Linked DNA regions of Mus musculus: region 1 is linked to region 2. A link is a contact called in public HiChIP or PLAC-seq data. All regions are on one chromosome and are shown on one strand. The core of a region is the stretch at or near the end of the contact, and the rest is flanking DNA. Distances in the headings are between cores, read along the strand shown. Region 1 holds the start of Platr26 (pluripotency associated transcript 26). Region 2 has its middle 26 kb from the start of Gm36909.

Region 1 (5,136 bases), core at 1,166-3,665, 90 kb before region 2:
AGAGAGAGAGAGAGAGAGAGAGAGGGAGAGGGAGAGGGAGAGGGAGAGAGGGAGAGGGAGAGGGAGAGGGAGAGAGGGAGAGGGAGAGGGAGAGGGAGAGGGAGAGGGAGAGGGAGAGGGAGAGGGAGAGGGAGAGGGAGAGGGAGAGGGAGAGGGAGAGGGAGAGGGAGAGGAGAGGAGAGAGAGGATCAGGCCCTCAGGTCTATAAGAGGGGAAGAGGAGCAAGCTATGATAGCAAACCAGTAAGCAGCATCTCTCCATGGTTTCTGCATCAGCTCCTGCCTCCAGCTTCCTGCCCTATTTCAGTTCTTGTGCTGACTTCCTTTGATGATGAACTAATGATAATGAGCCTAAGCCAAACAAACCCTTTCTTTCCTGACTTGCTTTTGATCATGGTGTTTCATCATAGCAATTTGAAACTCTAAGACACACACACACACTCACATACTGTCACACACAGAGACACATACTCACAGATACACAGACACACACAGATACACTTGTTCATATACATGTTCACAGATATACACAGACACACAGAGACATACTCATACACAGACAACACAGCTACACACATTTTCAATACACTCATACATACTCACTGTCCTTTTTTTGTTTTTGTTTTGGGGATTTTTTTGTTTTGGTTTTGTTTTGTTTTGTTTTGTTTTGTTTTGTTTTGAGACAGAGTTTCTCTGTATAGCCCTGGCTGTCCTGGAACTCACTTTGTAGATCAGGCTGGCCTCGAACTCAGAAATCCACCTGCCTCTGCCTCCTGAGTGCTGGGATTAAAGGCATGCACATACTCACTGTAAGGGTTTTATTGCTATGAATAGACACCATGACCAAGGCATCTCTTATAAGGACAACATTTAATTGGGGCTGGCTTACAGTTTTAGAGGTTCAGTTCACTATCATTAAGGCAGGAACATGGCAGCATCCAGGCAGGCATGGTGCAGGCAAAGCTGAGAGTTCTACATCTTCATCTGAAGGCTGCTAGCAGAATACTGACTTCCAAGCAGCTAGGATGAGGGTCTTAAAGGCCATACCCACAGTGACACACCCACTCCAACAAGGCCACGCCCACTCCAACAGGGCCACACCCACTCCAACAGGGCCATACCTCCAAATAGTGCCACTCCCTGGGTCAAGCATATACAAACCATCACACACATAGATACACGTTTATACTCCTACATACACATAAAGATACACACTTACAAACATACTGAAACATAGGCACACACTCATACACATTCACACAGACACACACACTTGTAATATACACTCACACACAGACATACTCTCTCAGAGACATGCTCACACACACACATACATACTCACACAGATACACACACACACACACACACACACACGTCCTCATAGACACATAGACACCCACATACACACAAAACATATACACACCTACACACTCACATATATTCACACACAGAACACATATACACACTTACACACTCACATATATTCACACGCACACACACACTCTTTCTCACACACACATCTTCATGACACATTCTTACACAGACACACATACTGAGACACACACACACAAGTAATTCTTCTGTGTGTCCTGAGAGATTTCCTCATGGTTATTCAACATGTACACATGCTTCATGTTCATGTACCTGTTAAATTCCATGGTAATCTAGGATTCCTGCTAATGCACAGGTAGTGGTGGGGTGGGGGGCAGAGAGGCAGCTTTGGTTCACCAGAGCTTTGTCTCATCACAAAACAAGGTTTCCAGGACCCTGGGGACCCTTCTAACTGCAGCTGAAACCACAGTCTCTTGCAATGTTACTGCCTCGTCTAAAGGCAAGTGCCTCTAGCCTGGGCCAGGTTTCTTTGTCTCCTGTCTAATGTAGCAGGCCATTCTGGCTGAGCTTTTTGTCCCAGAATGCCAGGTTTTGCCAACAGGCTCTCACAGTGTCTTAACAGACAGGCTAACAGACAGGCTGCCAAGCTCAGGCCCGGCGCTGGTTCATTATTCACAGGCAGGGCTCTCCTATGACACCCTGGCTGGCCTTGCTGTCACCTCTTTTTGTGGGAGCACTGTAACATCTTGGCTAATTGTGCAGCCAGTCACAGGTCCTGCCTTGTTCGGTAGATAAGCATGGTCAAGTTCCAAACCTACTGTGAACACAGGAGGCGGCTTCCCAGCTCTCCACAAAGCCCAGGCTGTTTAACTTTGGCACTCTGGGCTGGAGTGGTTAACACCTGAGACACATGCACAAAGAGTCACAGGAAGAGACAGTATGGTCACCAGAGCCCCAGCACTGGGCTTCTCTTCCCAGAATGGCATTCCCACCTTTCTCTGCCAGCTGGTTCCTCTCCATGCACTGCAAAACCTGCCTCCTGGGAGACACTGAAGCATCTGGCAGAGTCACTGCATCTCTGAAAGCTCTCTGTCAGTGTTTCCAAAGTGAGGTCCACATCAGAGACGCCAGAGCTTTTTAAAGACAAGGCTGGGTGCAGAGGTGGGAGGGGCTCATGAACTCTGACCCCTAGCTAAGGAGCTAACGGCCGGGGAGTCAGTTTTCTTATGGGTGTGGTCTTTGTTTGACCAAACTGCAGTGGATGACCCAGACGGATGTCTGGAAGGACAGAATAAACGGAACTGAATGGGCATGATAGTTTGAATGAAAATGGGCCCTATAGGCTCATAGGGAGTGGCAGTATTAGGGGATGTGGCCTTGTTGGAGTAGATGTGGCCTCATCGGAGGAAGTGTGTCACTGGGCGCAGGCTTTGAAGCTCAACCCTCACCGGGTGGCTCGCTCTCTCTGCTGCCTGCAGATCCAGATGTAGAGCCTTCTCCAGTACCATGTCTGTCATCATGCTTCCCACCATGATGATAACAGAGTAAACCTCTGAACCTGTAAGCCAGCCCCAATTAAAGGTTTTTCTTCATGAAGCAACTTTACATGCTCATTGTGTCTCTTTACAGCAAAAATAAATAAATAAATAAATAAATAAAACCCAGTATGTTATAAAAAAAAAGAGAGAGAGAGAAGACAGGAGGAGACATGAAGATAGATCTGAGAGGAATGGGGGTGAATATACCTAAAATACATTCTATTATGTATGCAAGTCTCAAAGAATTAATAAAATATTAGATTTTTGTGGAGAGAGTATCTTGTGTAAGGTACACAAGATACCTCACCTGTCAATTAAAAAATCCATGGCCTACGGCTTAGGCAGAAAATAGAGGCGGGAGGGGTACCAGAGCACAGGTAACCAGCCACAGCCACCCATGTGGCAGAGTGTAGGTTAAATAGGTATCTTTAGTTTTGATCTAGTCAGAGTAGAGCCTAGCTATATGGCCAAGGTATTTGTAAATATAATTTAAGTCTGAGTCTTATTTCCGGGAGCATCGGACTGGGAGGCAGAACCAGAGCTAAACTTCAACAGATTAAAAAAAAAAAAATCTATCTGGTTAACAAAGAAAAGACAGAAGCCGGGTGTGGTGGTGCACGCCTTTAATCCCAGCACTCGGGAGGCAGAGGCAGGCGGATTTCTGAGGCCAGCCTGGTCTACAAAGTGAGTTCCAGGACAGCCAGGGCTATACAGAGAAACCCTGTCTCGAAAACAAAACAAAACAAAACAAAACAAAACAAAACAAAACAAAAAAACCAACCAACCAACCAAAGAAAAGACAGGTCTGAAGTTCCACTTCAAACCTTCGAAAGTTAGAATGGCTTGGAGCAGGGCTTGTATCTGCTTATCAGGCCCCCAGGTGAAAGACTCAGCCCAGTCTGCCTTGATCAGATCTAGCTGCAGGGCATGAGTCCTTTGTTTTGATCTGCTGAGATTCCTGTAGAAAACAACCAAACTAATAAACAAACCTACTACAATCTGGGAGGTGTCAGCGTCAGGACTAAGATATGAATTCTTAGAATTGGAATTTTAGTTCTTTCTCTACATAGTTGGAAAATCACCACTGGGAAAATATGAACCTGGAGTGATTGATGTTGTATTGTTGTTTATGTGGCTAAGGGTTCCTAGAGCCACTGATCTCCGATTTACTTATGTAGAAAGTAAAACTATGGGGCTGGCAAGATGGCTCAGCAGTTAAGAGCACTGACTGCTGCTGCTCTTCCTGAGGTCCTGAGTTCAATTCCCAGCAACCATATGGTGGCTCACAATCATTTATACTGAAAAGAAATAAATCTCAAAAATAAATAAATAAATAAATAAATTAATTAATTAAAAAGAAAGAAAGAAAGAAAGGAAGGAAGGAAGGAAGGAAGGAAGGAAGGAAGGAAGGAAGCAAGCAGCATAGTTTCTGGTAATTCGGTCCAGTGTAACATTCAGGGAGCACACTACCCCCTTCCCCCCAGCAAGAACACGAATCCTTCACTAGAAACCCAAATGCCATCATGAACACCAAGATAAGATTTAATTCTTAGGCCCAAGATGATTCTTCATCTATTGATGGAAGACTGAACATTGACTTTCTATCCTGAGGCTCGTTCTGTAAAACTCACCAGTGTTTTGTACCTGAGTTAGTCCTCATATTTTGTACCTGAAACCTCACCTAGCTCTGTGTAGCCTCTGGCTTGAAGGAAGCTGAGAGTCACCTGGTTTCAGACACTGACCCTTTAGAAGCCAGTGGGGTGTGTGCTTTGCTCCAAGCAGAGTGGTCATCCCTCCTTTACTCCTGATGCAAGTGTTCTGCTCCTGTTACTTAGAAGAGAAAAACAGCGAATGACTTGGGCACATTAGGATAGTTAGGACGCAACAACTTCCCTGAGAGGGATCTGGAAGAAAAGCTTAGAAAAGAATGGTTCTCCAAAGCAGGTGGTCTAATATTGAAATTTTAGGCATTACCTAGAGAGGGAACTTTTTGGAATGCCTTTAAAAATGTGTTTATTCTGCCAAAGCCTGCCTATAGCATAGGAAGTATAAGAATGAAGACTTGTGGTGGCTGGAGAGATGACCAAGTGATTTAGAGCCTTCTGCTGCTCTCCCAAAGGATTCCAGTCTGATTCCCAGGCTGGCATCTCACAACTGCCTGTCATCTAGTTCCAGAGCACTAGGTGTACACACATATACACATACCACACACACACACCCACATATACCACGTACACACAGCACACACACACACCATACACACCACA
Region 2 (4,463 bases), core at 606-3,105:
TGCTGTCCATGGAGTTCAGGAGAGGAGGGTATTATAACCCCTAGAACTGAAATTACAGATGTGAGTCATCCTGTGGGTCCTCTGCAAGATCAACAAGTGTTCTTAATCATGGGCGCATCTCTCCATCCAGAGAAATATCGTCCAATGAAATCAAGTTTTTCTAACCCATGAGCATATAATCTATTACTCCCAGCAGTATTTTGTAGTTTTTAATGTTGGAGTCAAACACCAAATTCACTAGATTTAACTCTCTCTATATATCTCAGATTTTTATGTAAAATGATGTTTTAATAATTTTATTTGCATATGTTATATGCATGTTATGTGATTCGTTAAGTCTATTTTACACATACATATTTTGGGTTTTGTTTAGTTTTTGAGATAAGGTTTCTCTGTGTAGCCCTGGTTGTCCTGGAATTTGCTCTAAAGACCAGGCTGGCCTCCATCTCACACAGATCCACCTGTCTCTGCCTCCCAAGAATGTTCTTTTTTTCCCCTCTCCTCTCCTCTCCTTTCCTCTCCTCTCCTCTCCTCTTTTCTTTTCTTTTCTTTTCTTTTGCTTTGTTTGAGACTGGGCCTCTTTATCTAGCTCTGGATGTCCTGAAACTCACTTTGTAGACTGGGCTGGCCTTGAACTCACAGAGATCTGCCTGCCTCTCTACCTCCCCAGTGCTGAGACTAAAGGTATGCACTACCATACGGGGGGGGGGGGGGGGAGGTATTCAGTAGTTATGGCTAGCATACAATTGCCTTCATTTCATATTTTAAAAATATTTATTTTATTCAAATTTGTGTTTTCATATGTGTACGTGAGTGCATGTGCCCGAGAGGCATAAGACCCCTTGCAGCCAGAGTTACAGGCAGCCAGCTGCTATCAGGGCTGGGAACAGAACTTGGACCCTATTGATCACTGTGACCAGGTAACCACATTGGACAGTACAGAAAAGATGGGAAAGATACAGTCCCATGTCTCCATGAGCTTATTACCTAATTTTAGGCCTGGTAGGAAAGGCAGGAAAAAGGCCAAAATAAAATGCAAATAACTCAACACTTTGTACAAAGTAGTGTAGGGAAGGCAACATGACACAGGATGTAAGCCAGCAAACACAAGAGCCAAGTCCCCACTTGGTCACTTTGTTCCTCCTCTGTTAGGATGCAGCTTGTATTCTGGGCGACTCCATGCTATCGTGATTGGAGCTTGAATGGGAGAGTGCAAGGAAGAATACCATCCTAAATTTGCAAAGCATTGTGCACACAGGAGGCGGGGCTCACATATCTCTGTTCCATTTTGACTTTGACATGCTAATCCTGCGCTCTCAGGAGTATGAGCCACCTGCGTCTCATAAACCTTTCGATTTACTTACACACGTGTGACCTTTCCTATCCTGGGGCCACTCTAGCAGTATTGACCGCTGACTTGCAAGGAAGGGTGCTTAGCAACTGCATAGGAAATGATGCTTGCCGCTGCGATGTTGGTGGCCAGCAAGGATAAAAGCCGTAGAGGCGAATGAAAGCTGACCCGCTGCGAACAACCGAGGTGGATCCGGGAACAGGACCCTGAGTCCTTACTTGCACCCTGCCAGGTTTCCAAGTTGCTCTGCTTTCTCCAGTCACCTCTCGCTCCTCCCTCTGCTGCTGTCTTTTGTCTTTGAAAGCCGGGGGAGACCGACAACAGATTATTAACTGTGCACGCAGGTGTTATTGAAGAGACCAATTTGTGAACAATGGTCCTTCCCACGTTGTCCAAACAGAAAGATTGTTCCGCAGCTGTTATTTGCAGAACCTGTCAGCGTTCTCAGCGCTGCTACGGCGGCGCCAGCTGTCCTAGAGCGCGGCTCTCCCCGCGACGCCCACTCCTGACAACGCTGCCGAGCCCTCGCTGCACAGCTGCCCACCGCTGGCCACACTCCACGCCCGGCTGCCTTGCACCAGACAACGCGACCTGGCTCCCCGCCTTCCTCGAAACAGCTCCATACCTCTCCTCTGGGAGCATCCTTCTCATTCCTTTATCCCTGAAAACAGAATCCATGGAGTTGCTTGGGAAGCCTACTGCGTTGGAGTTTGGAGGACGGATATTCGTGCAGACGTTATGTAAAATGTGTGGCCCAGATGCCTACTGCGGATCTTCCCTGTAGGATCTAAGTGAACCCATCAATTCCGCAGTCTAGGGGTGGTCCAGACTTCCTCCAGGGAATGCTTTCATTCCATCACCTACCCTAAGGCAGAAGAATGCAACCCTTTCAGTGAGTTCCTAACTAAAGCGTCTGCCAGTGTCACTGTAAAGTTTTTCACTGTCAGCTTCCAACTCCTATGTGCTTGTTTGGCCCTGGAAAACTCGATTTCCTCTCTCTACTCTCTAGTCCTCAGGCCCTTCCCCCAAATCTCCACACCCGGGTCCCACCAACCGCTTCCAAGAGGCAGGACTCTCTCTCCTTCAAGGAAGAAGTACTGTTTTATTCCTGGTACAAAGACCTTCAGTTCCAGGGGTGTCCTGCTGGCGCCGGAATGTCTGCTGGGCTGCCAGTTTCTCAAAAAATTCACTGGCCTTCTGCTCTCCCCTCTTCCCATTTGGGGATGACCCCTTACAGAGGCGGTAAGTTTCCCAAGGAGCAGAAAAAAAAAATGTTCGCTGGGGCTTTCCATCCTGAGTTTCCCACAATGACCTGAAAACCCTAACAGTTGGATCTTCCCCCACGCAGCAGCCAGGCCCATTCATAGGTACTTAGCTGCTATTCCTATACAAATGGCATTCGAAACTGCCACACTCTTTTCCAGATCCCCAAAACAGGTAATCACAGTCTAGCCTAGTATTTGTGTGCCAAATTCAAATCTACAGACAAGAGCCGATAGCATTTTGTACACTACAATACTACCCACCTTATATTGGAGTCCAAGTTAAAAATGTAAATTTTTTTCACACACCAATTTCTAAGGTGTTTGCTCCACTCAACTATGAAGCCATAAAATAGATTCTCAAGACCTCTTCTTAATCCCATTTTAGGCTGATGATGACACGTTCTAAAATGACCAATCATAGCTTTAAAAAAAAGATTTATTTATTTATTATTTATTTGTGTGAGCAAACTGTCGCTGTACAGATGGTTGTGAGCCTTCATGTGGTTGTTAGGAATTGAAATTTTTAGGATCTCTGCTCGCTCGCTCTGGTAACTCTACTCGCTCCGGCCCAAAGATTTATTATTATACATAAGTACACTGTAGCTGACTTCAGACACACCAGAAAAGGGTATCAAACCTCTTTATAGGTGGTTTGAGCCACCATGTGGTTGCTGGGATTTGAACTCAGGACCTTCAGAAGAGCAGTCAGTGCTCTTACCCGCTGAGTTATCTTGCCAGCCCCTGACCAATCGTATTTTTTATGAAGTAACCTTAAGTTTCATCTCCTAATTTGCAATTCAAGAAAATGTATATATTAATAGCACTTTACAATTCTTTGTCACTTTACTTTTAACCAAAATAAATAAATAAATAAATAAATAAATAAATAAATAAATAAAGATAATCACTCAAAAAAAATTAACCCTGGACTTAGCAACCCCTGGTTGATTTTGGAATATTAATTAAGAGTCTGAAGGAAAAACGGATGATATGAATGGGAGCTCTGCTCTACTTCCTAAAAAGTGCTCTGAGAATTCAAGAGACTTTAGTTTCTCAGGATTCTTGAGAATTATGTCCACCACCCCCGCATTCCCCAACACTGGGACAGCAGTGCAGATCCACAGCGGACTGCACTTCCTGAACAAGCATTATTTCATCAGTTGCAAGTTGACGACGCCAAGGCAGCGTACAGTCGCTCAGATGCAGCAAGCCCAAGGGTGCATTAAGCTGGTTAAGTGGCTGCTGGCCCAGCCCGGGTGCTGTCTGTCTCCTGGCAGTCATAATGCCACAGGCAGCAGAGAGGGAAGTGTCTCTGTGCATGCTAACAAGCTGGCTGGAAGGAGGCTAGGCTTCTTACTTACCTCAGTACCACATTAGGCTGGGGAAATACAAACCGGGCACCATGCAAATATTTACCTTCAGGGACCTTTGAGAGACCTCTGGGGGAAGGAAAATAAATCTGAACACGTATTTACTCATAATGACTCCCGATAGTGCCATCCGAATACAAGCCGAGCATTTCATTAAGCAGGCATCTTCAATGGCTGCTGGGCTGTGTAAATACATTATAAATAAAGCCACAGATCCGCTAGGCTGGCAGGATGGAGGTGCGGTGTTTGGATACATGAGCCTTGTCTCCCAATAAATCCCTTTTCTAAAGGGACAGAAAGCAAGGAGTTTGCCAGAGGATTGCATTTCTCCTTCTAATGGGGTCGTTTAGAGAGAATCCTCTAGTCTGAAAGTATGCATACACGCTCACTTGTACAGCCTGGTGATCGCGAAGGATGTGAACAGGGTTTGATTTGGAACTCTCCACTCGGACTGATTTACCCAAGAAAAGCACTCGG

What was found. HiChIP or PLAC-seq counts read pairs in DNA pulled down with a chosen protein or histone mark.
Region 1: an H3K27ac HiChIP or PLAC-seq map of embryonic stem cells shows a contact between it and region 2, with 14 read pairs. The contact joins the promoter of Platr26 here to the enhancer-like site in region 2. A contact is called at or near these places in 8 of 39 promoter capture datasets (the 3T3-L1 cell line, 3T3-L1-derived adipocytes, embryonic stem cells and 5 more), 10 of 484 Hi-C or Micro-C datasets (CD4 T cells, bone marrow-derived macrophages, conventional type 1 dendritic cells and 3 more), 5 of 115 datasets of contacts at active chromatin or transcription factors (embryonic stem cells and neural progenitor cells) and 1 of 9 other capture datasets (embryonic stem cells).

The regions. Positions count from the first base shown.
Region 1 is chr2:71,716,696-71,721,831 of GRCm38.p6, reverse strand. It overlaps Platr26 (pluripotency associated transcript 26), which reads right to left and starts at 2,415. Exons shown (of 4, transcript NR_037979.1): 1 at 2,324-2,415.
Region 2 is chr2:71,626,958-71,631,420 of GRCm38.p6, reverse strand. No RefSeq gene overlaps it. Among named protein-coding and RNA genes, the nearest start is that of Gm36909, 26 kb to the left of the region's middle. Within about 2 kb of position 1,855, at least 83 of the 459 cell types and tissues checked have an H3K27ac peak or open chromatin away from gene starts, as enhancers often do. A contact at or near this core is called in embryonic stem cells, neural progenitor cells and neural stem cells, where this site is marked.